Linked DNA regions of Sus scrofa: regions 1 and 3 are each linked to region 2. The links are chromatin contacts, called in public HiChIP or PLAC-seq maps. All regions are on one chromosome and are shown on one strand. The core of a region is the stretch at or near the end of the contact, and the rest is flanking DNA. Distances in the headings are between cores, read along the strand shown.

The links. HiChIP or PLAC-seq counts read pairs in DNA pulled down with a chosen protein or histone mark.
Region 1: a contact with region 2 is called in an H3K27ac HiChIP or PLAC-seq map of alveolar macrophages. The contact joins two enhancer-like sites. A contact is called at or near these places in 1 of 47 Hi-C or Micro-C datasets (blood) and 2 of 2 datasets of contacts at active chromatin or transcription factors (alveolar macrophages and skeletal muscle).
Region 3: an H3K27ac HiChIP or PLAC-seq map of alveolar macrophages shows a contact between it and region 2. The contact joins two enhancer-like sites. A contact is called at or near these places in 1 of 47 Hi-C or Micro-C datasets (embryonic fibroblasts) and 1 of 2 datasets of contacts at active chromatin or transcription factors (alveolar macrophages).

What each region holds. Positions count from the first base shown.
Region 1 is chr1:29,545,271-29,548,593 of Sscrofa11.1, forward strand. No RefSeq gene overlaps it. Among named protein-coding and RNA genes, the nearest start is that of SGK1, 200 kb to the right of the region's middle. Within about 2 kb of position 1,386, at least 2 of the 83 cell types and tissues checked have an H3K27ac peak or open chromatin away from gene starts, as enhancers often do. A contact at or near this core is called in alveolar macrophages, where this site is marked.
Region 2 is chr1:29,300,802-29,303,884 of Sscrofa11.1, forward strand. No RefSeq gene overlaps it. Among named protein-coding and RNA genes, the nearest start is that of ALDH8A1, 240 kb to the left of the region's middle. Within about 2 kb of position 1,445, at least 3 of the 83 cell types and tissues checked have an H3K27ac peak or open chromatin away from gene starts, as enhancers often do. A contact at or near this core is called in alveolar macrophages, where this site is marked.
Region 3 is chr1:29,515,670-29,518,857 of Sscrofa11.1, forward strand. No RefSeq gene overlaps it. Among named protein-coding and RNA genes, the nearest start is that of SGK1, 230 kb to the right of the region's middle. Within about 2 kb of position 1,497, at least 5 of the 83 cell types and tissues checked have an H3K27ac peak or open chromatin away from gene starts, as enhancers often do. A contact at or near this core is called in alveolar macrophages, where this site is marked.

The DNA.
Region 1 (3,323 bases), core at 136-2,635, 240 kb after region 2:
ATTTAGTTAGTTATTGATTAATTCATTTATTCATTCATTTATTTATTTATCAAATCTATTATTAAACAGAGTGCCAGATCACTATTCTACTGAAATGTTCAAATTATCAGCTAAGTTTCTTAGTCTGAATAACAGTCATTCCTACAATGTCAAAAACTCAAGAGAAGTTACTATGACACACTACCGTCAACCATTCAAAGTTTGAACTTGCCTTGGACTATGTTTATGCTTACAGTCACTGTACAGTGATAACAGCCAATAGATATCAATCCCTTACTCTAGGGGGCACTATGCTAGACATTTTCCAGACAGCTTCTCATTTAATCCTTACAAGTCTGGGATGTAGGCATTACTTTCAAAATTTTACATGAGATAAATTCTTAGGAAGATGATATAAATATTCCTCAGTTACCAAAATAATATTTTTAATATTGTCAAGCATGTTGAAATCATTATTATAAATCTATTATAGATTTAGTAGTAATTGAACTAGATATTTTACATTTGCTGAAGTCCATGGATGTTAGAGTGATGATATACCTAATTTGTTCAGACTATTCAAGTTCTTTGGCTACAAACAAGAGAAATAGATTCTGGTTAACTTTGGTGAAACTAAAACATATTGGAAGGGCATGGAGTAGCTCATAGAATCATAGGGGAAAAAAATCTGGATTATTGAAAGGATAAAAAACACAAAAATTCCCAACATCTAGGTAGTAGGAACTAATATGCCAGTTTCTTCAGGAAAATATCACTGAGAGGATCCATTCTGGTCACTTCCTTTGAGCAGGGCTCACAATTTGAATTTCTGGGCGGGTAAACTTGATCGGCCAAGCTTGGGCCATATGCCTTACTATTTTTCAAAAGGATGTCAGGGATCTCGATTATTGGCAGAAAGTAAGGAAAGAGGATTTCCTTAAGGGAAAAAGAAGGTTCATTTTCCAGAAGATGGGGAAGGGGAACTTAGGCTAACAAAAACATTAGTTGTCCACAGCAGTGCGTGACAGAGCTGAAATTTCAACCTCAATCCACCCTAGGTCTTTTGCTTTTAACCATTTTCCTAATTTCTTCAATCATTCATTAGTAAAATAATCCCAGTGTAGCTAAGTGATTACAAAGTGATTATTATAAATATATGATAATTATTGCATAGGGCATGGTAGAGCTGCGTACAAATTCCATGATTAATACCAGCACTCACAAAAAGTCTCAAGGGAATCCAGTGGCAGGTCTTGCTGATGATTTTGGCATCTTGTTTGCTGGTCTCCTTTGTGCCATGGCCTGATTTGGGGGAAATTCTATTAGCAGCCAGACTGGTCTAATCAACCAAATGTGAGTTGTCTTAGTTCTCAATTCAATTGTAGAAGTGTGCACTTCCTTTTTCCATCCATCTGACATCAGAAAATTAACATTATTTCTACACTTAGTATCATTGAGCAGTTTCATACGTGGTTTACTGTTTCGCTTATGGTTTACTGTCATCAGCTTTGGGAAACAAAATATCCACTCATATTTTAAAATTTCCAAGATCATTTTCCATGTAAAGTCTATTTTTCCACAAAATTTCCATAGTTTTTATAAATGTGTAAAAAGTTTATAACAGGTTATAAAATTTTGCTTTTTAAGTTAAAGGTAGGTTTCAGATTGTAAAGTAGCTATCTGAAAATCCTTTTGATATTTTAAAACCCTCATCATTCAAGACCTTAATTCTCCAAAGCTGTGACATATTATTTTGAAATGCCCAAAGAATTCACTTGGAACTGTAAAACCAGGCTTCTTCTTTTCTTATAAAATATTTTGTATGTTTTAGTACCTCTTGATCCTGGTGAGTAAAACTAAATCATTAAAATCTAGCAAAGAAAAAAAAGAATTAAAGAATGAAAGGAAGGAGAGAAGAAAGGAAGAGAGGAAAGAAAAAAGGGAGTAAGAAAGGAAGGGAGGAAGGGACGCAGGAAGAAGCAAAGAAAAGAAAAAATACACAAGAATTATTCTTCAGTAGTTCCCCTTGTGGCTCAGCAGGCTGTGAACCTGACTAGTATCCTTGAAGTTGCGTGTTCAATCCCTGGCCCCACTCAGTGGGTTAAAGATCTGGTGTTGCCATGAGCTGTGGTGTAGGTCACAGACTTGGCTCAGATCCTGTGTTGCTGTGGCTGTGACATAGGCCTCAGCTGTAGCTCCAATTCAACCTCTAGCCTGAGAACTTGCATATGCCACAGGTGCAGCCCTGAAAACCAAAAAAACAAACAAAAGAATTATTCTTCAGTTTTCAGTACCAATTATTGAACCTGTCAGGATGTGAAGTAGAGCACACATTTATACACACACAGTCTCAGTTGATGGCAAAGATAATCACTTCTAAAAATAAATGTAAGTTTGTGAAGGAAATGAAAGGATAAAGAAAAAAAAAAAAAAAGGAACCATGACATTACTGCAACAAAATGGACTCTGGCTCTGGTACTGTAAAGAATTTAGCAGGAATCCATTTGTTGTTTTTAAAAGGGCTTCTGAAGGTTCAGCTGGACTTAGGAGCACAGGGGCTAAGGCTGTTGCTCTAGACTCTGGGAGCTCCAGCCTCAGCTCTGCTGTTGAATAGCTATAGGCTCCAAATCAAATCCTGCCACATTATTTCTGTGGGCCCCAGTTTCTCATGTATAAAACAGGGATAATAAAACCACCTACCACTCTGTGTGGGAGATAAACTTCCAATGTACTCAGAATGGTGCCTGCACTTTGTATTATTATTATTATTATATGTATGTATGTGTGTGTATGGAACTATGAAAAGTATGTTGTAGAAACAATATTTACCGACATGAGGAAATGTTTGTTATAAAATAGTATATACAGCATGAGTCTGTTTTTTGTAAGCTATATATTCATTAACAATGGAAGTATGTGTAATATACTGTGAACAATAATTATCTCTGAGTGGTATGGTTACCTTTGAGTGATAGAATTATGAGTGATATTTACTTTTTTTTTTTTTTTCGGTCTTTTTGCCATTTTCTTGGGCCACTCCTGCAGCATATGGAGGTTCCCAGGCAAGGAGTCTAATCAGAGCCTAGCTGCCTGCCTACACTAGAGCCACAACAACGTGGGATCCGAGCCGCGTCTGCAACCTACACCACAGCTCACAGCAACACCTGATCCTTAACCCAGGTCAGGGATCGAACCCACAACCTCATGGTTCCTAGTCGATTCGTAAACCACTGAGCCATGACGGGAACTCCAAGTGATATTTACTTTTTTGTGTGTGTTCTCCCATATTTTCCAAATGAACCTGACTGATTTTATAATTAGTAAAAAAAAAAAAAAAAAAAAAA
Region 2 (3,083 bases), core at 195-2,694:
AACCATGAGGTTGCAGGTTCAATCCGTGGCCTTGCTCAGTGGGTTAAGGATCTGGCGTTGCCATGAGCTGTGGTGTAGGTTGCAGATGCAGCTCGATCCTGTGTTGCTGTGGCTCTGGTGTAGGCTGGCGGCTACAGCTCTGATTTGACCTCTAGCCTGAAAACCTCCATATGCCTCTGAAGCAGCCCAAGAAATGGCAAAAAGCCAAAAAAAAAAAAGAAAGAAAGAAAGAAAGAAACTAAACAAAACTTGTGTCTATTTCTCCAACATATCCCTAGCCTGCTGCATGATGACTGATGCATAGAGCAGGGACTGTATCCGTATCAGTTGCATGAATGAAAGTTTTAAATTCCACACACTCTGAAGCACACTCTGTTTGGTCAGAAAAAAAGTCATGCTCTAAACTACTCAAGCCGTAGTTTCCTTTTTCAAATGACAACGGGGTACTGAGACAGTTCCCTGAGCTCAGTTAGCTTCTGACTCAGTGAACTACCAGAGGTCTCCTCCTTAGGACTGACTGAGTTGGCCGGGATCAGAAGCACACGTTCAGACACCAGCTGAGAACACAGTTTTCAAGACGACCTAGAGGGGATGAGGTGGTTTAAAAGCTGAAGCTCTAAGGGTGTTGCTTACCCTGCAGCCATACATACATGCCTCTACTGGCTAAAGCAATCGTGACACCGTGTAATACTGTGCTGTCATTAGAAAAGATGACACAGGAGGACACTGAATGACATGGGAAAATGGGGTACATAACATCAGGGAGAGTACGTTCCCATGTTAGCTAAAGGAAATATAGAGATGTCTATTCTTATGAGGCACAGACCCAGAAGAGATACACTAAAGTGTTAACACCCTCTCTGGGTGAAGTGACTATGAGTATGTTTTAAAAATTTCTTCTCTTCGCTTATTTTTCTGTCAAAAATGTTTTTAAAAAGATAAACAAGAATTGGAAGGCTTGTTTCTGTGACTATTACATAATGCTTATTTGCCACCTTATCAAATCAAGGCAGTTGTTTTTCTTTAACCAAAATTTTTTCTACAACACAATGCTTTAAAAAAAAAAAAGAGGGAAGGGATAATCTATGTTCCCAAAGCCAGAGAACTAACAAACAAGCCTCTCATTACCCAAGGAACTGGCAAAATAGGCCAGGTAGATTGTCCCTCCATGAAAGTGTTGATAACGGTGACCTACCTGGCTATTATGCTGACAAGCTCTGGTGGCAGGAAAATAGATGTAATTATAAGAATTTTTGACAGTTATGCAGTAGTTTTCTTCACAGAACTGACACGTTTTGTGTAAAAATATTTGACTTTGCTTAAAAATCTCCCGCTGGTACAGAGGAGAAGCTGCATATTTCATGAGCATTCAGATCAGGGATAAGCAACATGGGAACAAATGTTGCAGCATTGAGACCACGCATATCTTAAGCTGGTCACATGCACATTAAGTGGCTTTCTAGAACCAGAGAAATGCTGGATTGCTTCATGGTGTGTAGTCCTTACTGCTTTACAAAAGTAACGAAACCTTTAGTTGTGACGTCTGGCTCTTGATCATTACGAACCATGAAGAATTATATCCTGGAACTTCCCGTTGGGCATAAAGGGTGACCACTTCATTGGAAATAGCAGAAAAGCAGCTAGAGAATGACTTTGGGCAGCTCCACCTTAGGAGACCACATGCAATTAGTGGCTTGGGAAAAATCCATGTCCCCACCATAGAATTGGTACATGGACATAGCACCATCCTGGCACAGAAAATTTCCCCAAAATATTTGTTAAACAAGTGGATGTGTTGTACAAATGTCCAGATAGAGAGGCATACTGCAAACTCACACGTCAATCTCCCCTAACCTACTTGCTTCATGTAAATTAATCAAAATTAATCCACCTCTACCTCTCTATGTAGTTCCTATATAGCACTGCTGAAGGTAGGTCTGAAGTTTCTCTTTTCTCTAGAAAAATACCTAAGAATTTTGTCTCTAGATATTATTTGCTTAATTCGAATGGCAAAATAAAAATGAATACACAGAAGTCAACACAACACATGTACAGGCAAACTTTTGCAGTTTAAGAGCATAATTTTTGTTAAAAGGTACACATGAACACACACACACACACAGAGCATTAACTGGTCCCCGTACATAAATAGCAAACTTCTAGAGTCTGTAATAAGCTGTCGTTTCTTTGGTATTTTTAAAAATAATATCTGAACCTACTAAAATAATTCTCTTTGTTCTCCTCCTCCTCTGCTTTCTCACTATTTTAAAGCAATTACTAAATAGAACTTGAACCCAGAGAAGATGATAAAAGAGGGCAAGTAGAAAGAACCTGACTATTATGAAGCATCTATTGTGTGCCAGGCACATTTAATACTTCTTTAGGCATTTACATTTAATATTTCTTTTAATCCTCAAAAACCCTTGCCCAGTAGATATCATTAACACTATTTTATGCACCAGGAAATATATTCAGAGAGAACAAGAGATCTGCACAAACTCAAGTAACTGATCAATGATTGAGCAGGGCTGGGACTCAAGTCTGAGAAGCTCGGAGTTTTCACTGCATCACTGTCAATAATGTAGAAATATTCCTGCTCCCTGACAGAAGATTATTATAATTTGGAAAACCATTTAATCCATGGTGTCTTCCCTCGCCTCCTCCTATTTGACTGTGGTGTCAGATTTTGACACCAAGTGTCCCCTGGAGTTTGAAATAGAAAAGGACTGTGGCTTGGACAACTCACTGGCTGACTCGAGCCTTGGTTGGGCCAGAATTCTTATTTAGTTCCCTTCCTCTTCTCAGTTTCAGGTTGCAACCTGTGTCTGTGTCTTTTACTCAAGGAACAGGTGGCCTTCCTTGCTTGCACGAGATGACAGTCCACAGTGTTTATGTCAATTCGTCTCACGATGTTCAGTACATTTTTTATGGCACCAAAGATCAGCGGGAACTGGGTTTTGTACATAGAGGTAAAAGATCTCTGACAGGAGCTGGGCACACTCTTGGCATTTCCTTTCATCTGCTCGCTTTTTTTATTTGTGTTCCTCACAGACGATTTAAATAGCTTGTTTATTTTTCAGTTA
Region 3 (3,188 bases), core at 247-2,746, 210 kb after region 2:
AGTGCTACCTCGATCAGACCTTGAATCTTCTCAGAGACTAGAGTCCTGCTCTGAGCCCACTCCCGCTGCCTAATGACAGAGTCTCCCAAAGCAAAACTCCTAGTTTCTGAATTCACCTGCTTCTGAAGTCTTTCCTGTTCCGCAAGCTACTTGCTTACCTACACGTCCTGCACAGTGGCATTTGCATCCCTCTAGCAACAACTCAGGTCCAGAGGTTCTGAAATTTCCGCGTGCATCAGAATCCCTGGAGGGCTGTTAACAGATTGCTGACCTCCAGCTCTGATTTTCAGGGAGAAAAAGATCATGTGTGGATCCGGAAGGGCCTTTATAAGTTGTCAAGGGCAACTTAGAGCTTCAGAGCAGCCCCATCAGGAAATGCCATTCTCTTCCTCTTATACCCTGCACTACATTAACATGGCTAATTGACCTCAGCGCTGAGGTGATGGTGGATTTGCCTCCATCCAATGAAGGGCAGGGTTCCTGCCTGGAGAACTGGGTAGGCGCCCATATTTCATGTGTCTATTCATCCTGGGAGTCTCCAGCAGCTTGGAGGAGAGCTTCATACCTAACACCTTTTTTTTTTTTTTTTTTTGGCTGCCCCATGACATATGGAGTTCCAAGGCCAGGGATCACTGAGCCACAGTTGCAACCTATGCTGCAGCTGTGGCAATGCCAGATCCTTAACCCAGTGTGCCGGGCTGGGCCGGGCTGGGCCGGGCATGGAACCTATGTCCCAGTGCTCCAGAGATGCTGCCAATTCCATTGCACCATAGCAGTGGGAATTCCCACATTGTATTTCTCTGAGATGGGGGAAGGAAGTGGAGGTGGTTTGGGGTGTACAGATTTGTTCAGGAAAATCCAGTTTTCAAACATAGCATGTGCTCTAATCCACCAGCACAGACCTTAAGAACATGTGTATTCCTTGGGGTCTATGAGTGAACAGAACAGGCATGGATTGAAACTTGCTGCCTTGTTCTGCTGCCTTCTCCCCTGTGATCAATCATTGTATAACGTTGTCTCAACGTTGTTGTCATTAGGAAACTGTTATTCACCAAACCCTTTCAGGTACATGGCTCACAGTAGCCCATGTAAATAATAATACCTTATTGAAATAACTTAATTGAGGCTTGCTGGTTATTTTAACACTCTCAGATATGAGGTGCTATGTATCTTTTCTTTTCCTCTTCTGAGAGAGGCACAGAAATGAAGAGATGTGGAGCTAAAGGACAGAGATCTTGGAAAATGAATTTTCTTTTGCAACACTGAATGTGTATCTGCTAAACATGCTGAGCATCTTTTAGAAAAGCCAATGCAATGGTTTTAGAAGTTCAAAAACACCCTGCTCAGCAATGTCTGCCTGTGACCTTTGTGTCCTGGCTTAAGGTCGGCAAGTAGCCAAGAGTTGAGAAAACTGATCTAACTAAGCTCTCTTTCTGGAAGGAAGAGGAAGGGTTTAGAACACATTTATATGTCTTCAGAGCCAGGGCAGGGAAGATGGGTGGTGTGAGTAGGAAGAAGACTTAAGACCAGAGAGAGGGAGGAGCCTAAGGGCAGCAGGAAAACACCCACCCATCTATGTAGGCGGCTGCTCTTCTTTTTTTTTTTTTTTTTCTCATGTGACTGCAGCATATGGAATTTCCCAGGCTAGGGGTCCAATCAGAGCTGCAGCTGCAGGCCTTTGCCGCAGCCATGGCAACACCAGATCCAAGCCACATCTGCAAACTCGGCTGCAACATGTGGCAACGTGGGATCCTTTACCCCCTTAAATCAGGGGTGGAACCCTCATCCTCACGGACACTATGTCAAGTTCTCAACCCACTGAGCCACAACGGGAACTCTGGTGGCTGCTGTTACTGCAAAGAATTCATTGCTGTTTAGGGCTGTGGCCCCCTATCTTTCTAGCTTCTCTAAAAAGCCAGGATATAAAATTTGATTTTTCATTGTTGATCATTAAAAAAATAATGGCCTAAAGAAAACACGCTAAAAATAAAAACAACATAAAATGAAAAACACTTAAAAAAACACTAAATAAAATTAATATTGTCGGTCCCTGTGAGTTCAGGTCAGGAACTCTAAGAATAGAAACCCATTATTCTGAAAATAAGAGACACCAGGAATATATCTAGTCACTTATGATGGAGCATGATGGAGGATAATGTGAGAAAAAGAATGTATACATGCATGTGTGACTGGGTCACCTTGCTGTACAGTAGAAAATTGACAGAACACTGTAAACTAGCTACAATGGAAAAAATAAAAAATCATTTAAAATAAATAAAATAAAAATAAAGAGATCCATGAATGAACTATTTCTAGTCTTAAAATGTAAAATACCTCTTCCAGGATAGAAGTTGATTGGGGATATAGGTTACAGGGGATATAGGCTATGTGGCCTATGCTGAGAGCATTGCTCTTCTAAGCTTACTTTTCTCGGAGGTGTTTGCTCTGATCCAGCCTCTGTGCTTCACCCCTTTTTATCTATGAAGAGCACAGATGCCATTTACACCTTCGCTTCTAATGTATTTTTCAGACTGAAAAGTAAAACACCCTTACCTCCTATTTGGTTAGGTTTGTTAGGCAAAAATAGGTCTATTTTTCATCACCACTTGCACAAACCATTTTATTAATAATTTATCACAACGTTCCATAGCAGAGATAAAGCAGACGCCTACATGTCCATTATGTGTTCAGGGACGCTGCAGTGCCTTTCATTTCCCTGCACCCGCTGTCACCTGCCCTCTGCCATCTCTCTAAGGTCTGCATTTTCTATGATGCTGCCTGTTTAACTTTCGCTTCACATTACAAGCTGCCTGGCTAGGTTACGGCCACACAGGGAAAGGAGATGGATACAGCTTATCATGACCCCATTTTCACCCCTGTCCCCACATCCCAGGGCCTTGCACCATGACATGGAGCAGAGAAATCCCCAGTCCCTGATGAATCAGGAACCTCTTTGCTGGTCTTGGCTCCGCCACTTACTAGGCTAGAAAATGAGGCAATCTGGGGCCGAGTCTCCTTATTTATTATATGTGGGCATCTGACCCCATTTTATTTATTTATTTATTTATTTATTTATTTTCTTTCTAGGGCTGAACCTACGGCACATGGAGATTCCCAGGCTAGGGGTTGAATCGGAGCTGCAGCCGCCAGCCTACGCCACAGCCACAGCAATGCCAGATTGGAGTCTC